Linked DNA regions of Rattus norvegicus: region 1 is linked to region 2. A link is a contact called in public Hi-C data. All regions are on one chromosome and are shown on one strand. The core of a region is the stretch at or near the end of the contact, and the rest is flanking DNA. Distances in the headings are between cores, read along the strand shown.

What was found. Hi-C and Micro-C count contacts between places; a contact is called where the count stands out from the background.
Region 1: a Hi-C map of liver shows a contact between it and region 2, with 2.3 times the contacts expected there. The contact joins the enhancer-like site here to the promoter of Agt in region 2. A contact is called at or near these places in 2 of 12 Hi-C or Micro-C datasets (both in liver).

What each region holds. Positions count from the first base shown.
Region 1 is chr19:69,509,141-69,512,658 of GRCr8, forward strand. The region is part of intron 2 of C19h1orf198 (similar to human chromosome 1 open reading frame 198); the gene reads right to left. Among named protein-coding and RNA genes, the nearest start is that of C19h1orf198, 16 kb to the right of the region's middle. Within about 2 kb of position 1,316, at least 41 of the 93 cell types and tissues checked have an H3K27ac peak or open chromatin away from gene starts, as enhancers often do. A contact at or near this core is called in liver, where this site is marked.
Region 2 is chr19:69,436,520-69,439,776 of GRCr8, forward strand. Agt (angiotensinogen) reads right to left here and starts at 1,858. Exons shown (of 5, transcript NM_134432.2): 1 at 1,689-1,858.

The DNA.
Region 1 (3,518 bases), core at 66-2,565, 72 kb after region 2:
AGTGGTGCACACCACCTTTAATCCCAGCACTCAGGAGGCAGAGGCAGAGGCAGAGGCAGATAGATCCCTCTGTGAATCTGAGGCCAGCCTGATCTCCGTAGTGAGTTCCAAGACAGCCAGAGCTACATAATACCTTGTCTAAGAAGAAAGAAAGAAAGAAAGAAAGAAAGAGAGAGAGAAAGAAAGAGAGAGAAAGAAAGGAAGAAAGAAAGAGAAAGAAAAGCAGAAGAAACAAGAAGAAAAAAGGCAGGGTACAGTGGCTGTTGCTCACAATCCTAACACTCAAGAGGTGGAGACAAAAGGATTGCTGTGGGTTTGACCCTAATCTGGACTAGATAGAAATTACCAGGCCAACAAGCCACAGCAGCACCCTGTACAAAAACAACAACAAACAAACAAACAAGAAAGGAGGGTACTACGGAGAGGAGGGAGAAGGAGAGGAGAGGGAAGGGAGAGGAGGCAGCAGATCCTAACCCATCTGCCCCCTCCTTTCCTTGTGTTCTCTTGAGCCTTAACTTTGTACATAAAGTGTGACTAGTCTCCTCTAACAAGCCAACCTCCTCCTTGCTGGTGAAGGACCTCTTGCTATCCCAGTAAGAAGAGAAGGCATTCAAACACTATCTGGCAGCTGGATGGGAGGAGGGAAGACCTTGTTCCCTGTCCCTGTCTATGTTGGCTCAGCTGAACAACCAAAGAATGGGCTCAACGAGGTCATGAGTGACCCCAAGCTCCCCATTCTGGGGGTTTCCATCATGGCTTGCTGGAAACTGACTCTATAGCTGTCTCTCACGGCTACTGATACAACCTGATAATTCCAGGCTCACAGAAGGTGAGGAGGGCAGAGCTTTGGCAGACTCAGGACTCCTAGATCCTGTGAAAGTTTATGGAATAGGTTGGTGGCTGGACAATAGAACCCATGGAAGCACCACAGGTCAGCCCTGGGAGCCAGAGGGAGTGCCCAGAGGTGCACCCACAGCCTGGCTCTCCTATTCCAGGATCAGAGTGCCCACTGCTCCACCTAGAGAAAACAGTCACTAAATCCCCAGGGTGCAGAGCAAGGTAAAAAAGAGCCCAGGTCCTGGTGGAAGGCCCCAGGCTGACTACAGTCACCCATACCTCAACCCCTGACACAGAAGTTAGCTGATGTCACACCACAGACTTGGGAAGAACAGTCCAGGAATCTTAGTCGACTTGACATGTGTTATGCACGCGGCACCATGGGAAACTGTCCTCGGAAATGACACAGAGGAACGTGGGTTCACTATCCCTTTCTCATTACAGAAGAGCTACCTCAGCACCTCACTGGACTTTCCCGGACAGCACTGGTTCTGAAGGCCAGACCAGGCCACCTCCCCCTGGGGCCCACACAGGCCAAGGTGGAAAACAGAAAGACCGTGCGTGCCAGGGACAAACTTTTCCAAACATGTCTTTTCCAGGAATGGGAAAGAAATCATGTGGCCTTCTCTCAGTGCCCAGGCTGCCGAGTCAGCCCTGCAGAAGAACACTACACAGAAGATAACTGGAAGGGACAGTGGCCACCAGGTCACCGTCATGGCATGGGCTGCCTTCTGTGATCTCGGAGGCCGAAGCAGAAGAGGGAGACAAGAATCTCCTCAGCTCCTGGCAGTAACCCACCTGCTGCCTACACCCAGGGCTCCTGACTTCCCTACAACCTGGTCAGTTGGCCCATGTGGGGACCCGGGGCTCGGCTGGCTATATCCAATCTAAAAACAGCAAGACCACAACAGAGCCCGGCGTCTATTTTTACGCCCCACTCACTGTAGAGGAATGTGTGATATTCAGCAAAAGGGGGGAGTACTTGCCGCTCACAAGGACTGTTTGACTTGGCAGCCGCTGGCAAAGCTCAACTCAAGACAAAGGCTACGGGCACACAGTCAGAATCTGAAGAACTCCCCAACAGCCCTCCATACGCTTAGCATGTGTTCCCCTCTTCTGCCCTCCACAGGGGAAAAGGTGGGGGGTGCCTAGAAAGCTTTAAGAATCACAAAGCTAGCAAAGGGACATCTTACAGGAATGAGCCAGCAGGAACTTGCACCTTGAGACACAGCTGGGCAGTGCCTTGAATCCATCCACCTCACATCCCAAGGCACTTGGTCCAGACCAGGAGCTAAACCGCACATGCCCCTTGTTTAGAAGCCCCGCGGTGGACAATAACTCACCCACCAGTCAGGCTCCAAGGCAGCAAACACTCAGTGTCACCGTGAGACACAGGAAGTGCAGGCAGGGAGGAGCCAAGGCGTATGTAGGAGTCGGTGCTACAGGCGGGAGTCTTGGCCCTCAGGCCTGTGACAAGGACACGGACATCTAACGAGTCCCTCAAGAGAACAGGTTGTATTGTGTTGGGAGCGCACTTAGGCAGAGCACCTCCCTGCTCATCTTCCCCTGCCATAGCCACTCTTTTCACATGGATGAACACCCGAGATGCTACACTGCGTGCTCAGCACAGCCCGGCATGGGTGCGGGTGGGACAGTCGGAAAGGGGATATGTGTTGGGGCTGGAGAGATGGCTCAGCGGTTAAGAGCACTCACTGCTCTTCCTGAGGTCCTGAGTTCAAATCCCAGCAACACACAGTGGCTCACGACCACCTGTAATGGGATCCGATGCCCTCTTATGGTGTGTCTGATGACAGCTACAGTGTACTGATATAAATATAATAAATCTTTTAAAGGAAAGAGATGGGATATATACAGCAGCTGTGGTAAGGAAGGACAGACAGGGATGCAGCAAGGGAGCGAGGGCTTCAGGAGACCTGTAGGGTACAGGGTCCTGGGGGCAGCATTGGGGCCACTGAACGGAAGGAATGCACAATATTGTAACACAAGGAGGGTCTGGGGCAGAGTGCCACAAGCTGAGAGCTAAGTTTCTGGGGGGAGGGCTTAGGACAGCTGGGAGGGAAAGAGAGTGGGGCAAGGAAGGAAGGAGGGAGGCCAACCATCAAGCAGGGAAAGGAGACTTTGTGAGGAAGGAACATGGACCCCAGAGTAGGTAGGACCTGTGATGGGATCGGGTGTAGCCTATGGGGCCATTCCCCTCAAAAACTGACTGACACTGAGGAGGTGCACGGAGGACATGGCTTGGAACCAAGCAACCCTTCCATCCTCCAAGGTCTTCCACGGGTCATGACACCTACACGCCACAGCCATCTGGCACTCCGTTCGCCAGCTCGATGGTTATGTGACCTGCCCTCTGACAGGGGGATCAGAAGGAAGGAGTTCAGAGGAGCACATGAGTTGTGGGGAAGGACCCGGTCTGGAGGATGTTGTGTGTATATGGGTGAGTGTGGGCTCACGCGATGCTTCTTCCTCTGGGGAAAGGCCTGCAAATCAGTAAGCTCCCCTCTGCCTCCTTGGGACCTCAGACAGGCAGTTAACCATCAAAAAAGACAGAGACAGAAGCCAGACAGCTCGAGAGGAGAAGGACCTTGGGGATGGGGTCCCAAGGGCCTAGCCCTGCTTACCCAACCTCACACATTCTCTAACTTGTCTGCAGCCCAGGC
Region 2 (3,257 bases), core at 608-3,107:
AGCCATAAGCTGCTGCCAGTCAAGTTCACCCTAAGTGCATCCTCTTCACCTCTCAAAGTCTACCCTGGGCTCCCACACCCCTCCCTCGCCTTCTCTCTACCGAGCAGCCACAGGTTAGCCCACCTCCCTAAGGTCATCCTGGGACAGCCAGGGGTGGAGTCGTCAGTGCTGTTTTGTAGAGGAACAGACAAGTCTTGTGGCCAGCACCAGGTCACACAGCTGGGACTCAGACCTGACACCTGACTCCATGAGTGGTATCTAGACACGACGCACACTTCCTCTTGAAAGAAAGAAGGAACTGAGGAGCCCGGGGCAGGCTCAGCAAACCAGTCATGACCACATAATCCCCCAACTCCAGAGACGTGGACGGAGGAGACAGGATGATCTCCCGGGCTTCCTGTCTGCCAGCCTAGCCCCAACTTCAGTAAGGGACCCTGTCTCCAGAGACTAAGGAGGACAGTACCTGGCAGGACAGCTGATGTCCTCCTCTGGCCTCTATCTGTGTTCATGGCTCTTGAGTCTCCACACTCCCCATATACCACACACACTTCACACACACACACACACACACATCATACACATATGTCACATTCATATAAATACACACATACCTTGGGCAGGGCATGGTGATAGAATCAGAGGCAGAGGCAGACAGAATTTTGTGAGTTCTAGGGCAACCAGAGCTACACAGTAAGACCCTGTCTTAAAATTTAAAAAAAAAAATCATTTAGTCCCAGCACTCAGGAGGCCGAGGCAGACAGGTCTCCGAATCTGAGGCCAGCATGCTCTACGGAGTGAGTTCTAGGACAGCAAAGGCTACAACAGAGAAACCCTGTCTCGAAAAACAAAAATAAATGAATAAATAAGATGCACATACACTACACAGCACACACGTGTACGCACACACATGCACACACATGCACACACACATGCACACACACGTGCATACATACATGCACACACACATGCACACACACATGTACACACACACACACGCACACACATACACATACACACACACACTGAAAATAAGGAGCTACCTTTTTTGCTTAGCTTGACATTATCAAAGTTCTTCCTTGCTACTGGGTGCTCCTAACTTATCCCCAGCCCTAGAGAACCTTCGAACCACAAGGAGCCTGTTTGCAGAGGGGTAAGTTGAGACGCTACAGGACGTGGTGAGAAGCCACAAGACCCAGGCCCCAGCACTGAGCCTGGACAGAGATGCTACTTGAGATGACCATGGGACCTGTCCCTCCTTGCTGCTTGCAGTCCAAACAATGGAGCCTTGTTCTCCCTTCGAGCTGGAAGAGGTTCAGCGGACTCAGCCACTCTAGTGCTGAGCCTGTGAAAGTCCCTCTGCCTTTGAGGACCCATCTGGGCTCACGGGAAGCAGAAGGCCTGGCCATCCCCTAACAAAACACAAGCAGTTGCCGGTGAGCCCAGAGTGGTGACCCGCAGGGGACAGCTTACCTGGACATCTAGCCTTTCGGGAGAGGAGACACAAGTCAGTGGTCACATCTGAAGCGCCTGCCACCACAGACTTCTAGCTCCTCACTCCAGGACAAATGCCATCCAACCCCTTCCAGTGTCTCTACCCAACCCCTGCCTCCTCTTCTTCCCTGAAGCTCAGCTCCTGCCCAGTCAGATCCCACGAAGGACCAGAAAGGACCCAAGAGGGCTCTGCTTACCTTTAGCTCCAGCCCAGACAAGCACAGCTATCCCCTGGTGAACCAAGCAGCCTTATTTATACTCGAGGGGGTGAAGATGGATCTATTCCCAGGCTACTCTGTACAGAGGCTGGGGGAGGACCCAGGTCGGGGGACCATGGGAATCCAGGCTTAGCCAAGATGGAGCAAGGCCAGGGCGATGTTCCGCTGGGTCCCTTCCAGGAAGCCCTAGTGGCAGATGAGCTTCAGGCAAAAAAAAAAAAAAAAAAAAAAAAAAAAGGGCTGGCGTTGAGTTACATATTTACCCCAGTTCCCCGGAGCTGGGATCACAGTCACAGGACTGGCTGGGTTGTGACAACTGAAGCCACCATGCAGACCTTGGGACGTAAGCCCCTCGTGATCTGCTTATAAGCCTCTCAGGACATGCCAGGAAGGGACCTACCTGCAGGAGATGAACCTCTCATAAGTCATCAGCGGCTCTCAGGATGGACGACCTTGAATGGTTGTAATTACGTTAGTTGTCTGTTCTGCACAGGGGCTTCCAGTCCCTTCCCGCACCTTTGGGAAACTTCTAGCACATCTGGTCAGGTTGGGAAATCCCAACTGTGGTAAAGCCATATTGAAACAAAATGTTCTGGGCTTGTGGATGGAAGGCGGCTGTTTTGGAGGCTGGAGGTTTCAGAGCACCGCCCTTGAGTGTGGAATAGTCATGGAGGTTTAGAGAATGAGACGGGTGGATCCCAAGGAAGGGTGGGAGCTGAGAAGACAGCAGGAGTAGGTCTGGTAGACGGTTGCCCCTGTAGTCCACCATGGGTGGGCGACTAACTTGCCTTGCATCCAGTACGTCAAGTAATCTCTTGGCCATGGAGTTGACACAGGCACAACCTGCCTTTACCCTAAAGTGGCACTAGAAAGTGAAGGCGGAAAGGGAGGATTGGCAGAGCAGTCCCTGGCTCAGAAGAAACTAGATGGACCATGCAGGATTTGATGGTGTCTGAGCTGGGCTCTAGAGAGTGACCTTCTCTGCGCACAGATGTAAAATAATTACCAGAAGATCTATCTCAGTGGGAAGCCAGTTGTTGGAGGCATCAAGGCTACAGCCATGACGGTCTGCACTCCAGGCTGCAGCCATGACGGTCTGCACTCAGGACTAAGGATGCCAGAGGACCAAGGGATGTACAAGGAGTAAGAGCTCAGGAAAGGGCAGTGGTGCATAGATTTCCTAGAGGAGTGTGTGGATGCCTTAGTAGCTTTGGGGTTCAGCAGGAGGCCCTGTGCTGGGGACACAAGAGTAGAGTTCCCAAGTATAGTGATAGATAGGTCTCTCCTCTCTGTTTCTGACCACAGATGGCTGGATTCTTTTTTTTTTTTTTCTTTTCTTTTTTTCGGAGCTGGGGACCGAACCCAGGGCCTTGCCCTTGCTAGGCAAGCACTAGATGGCTGGATTCTTAAGCTCACTGAACATCTTGTTGTCCCCTGTGAGAAGTCTGGGAGATGAAGGCCTCACGGTCATCTCAGGAGATGGGTAGTGACCAGAGAGACTGGCCATGCGATCCAAAGGAACTTTCAGCCTCAGCCCTCTGCGAAGAG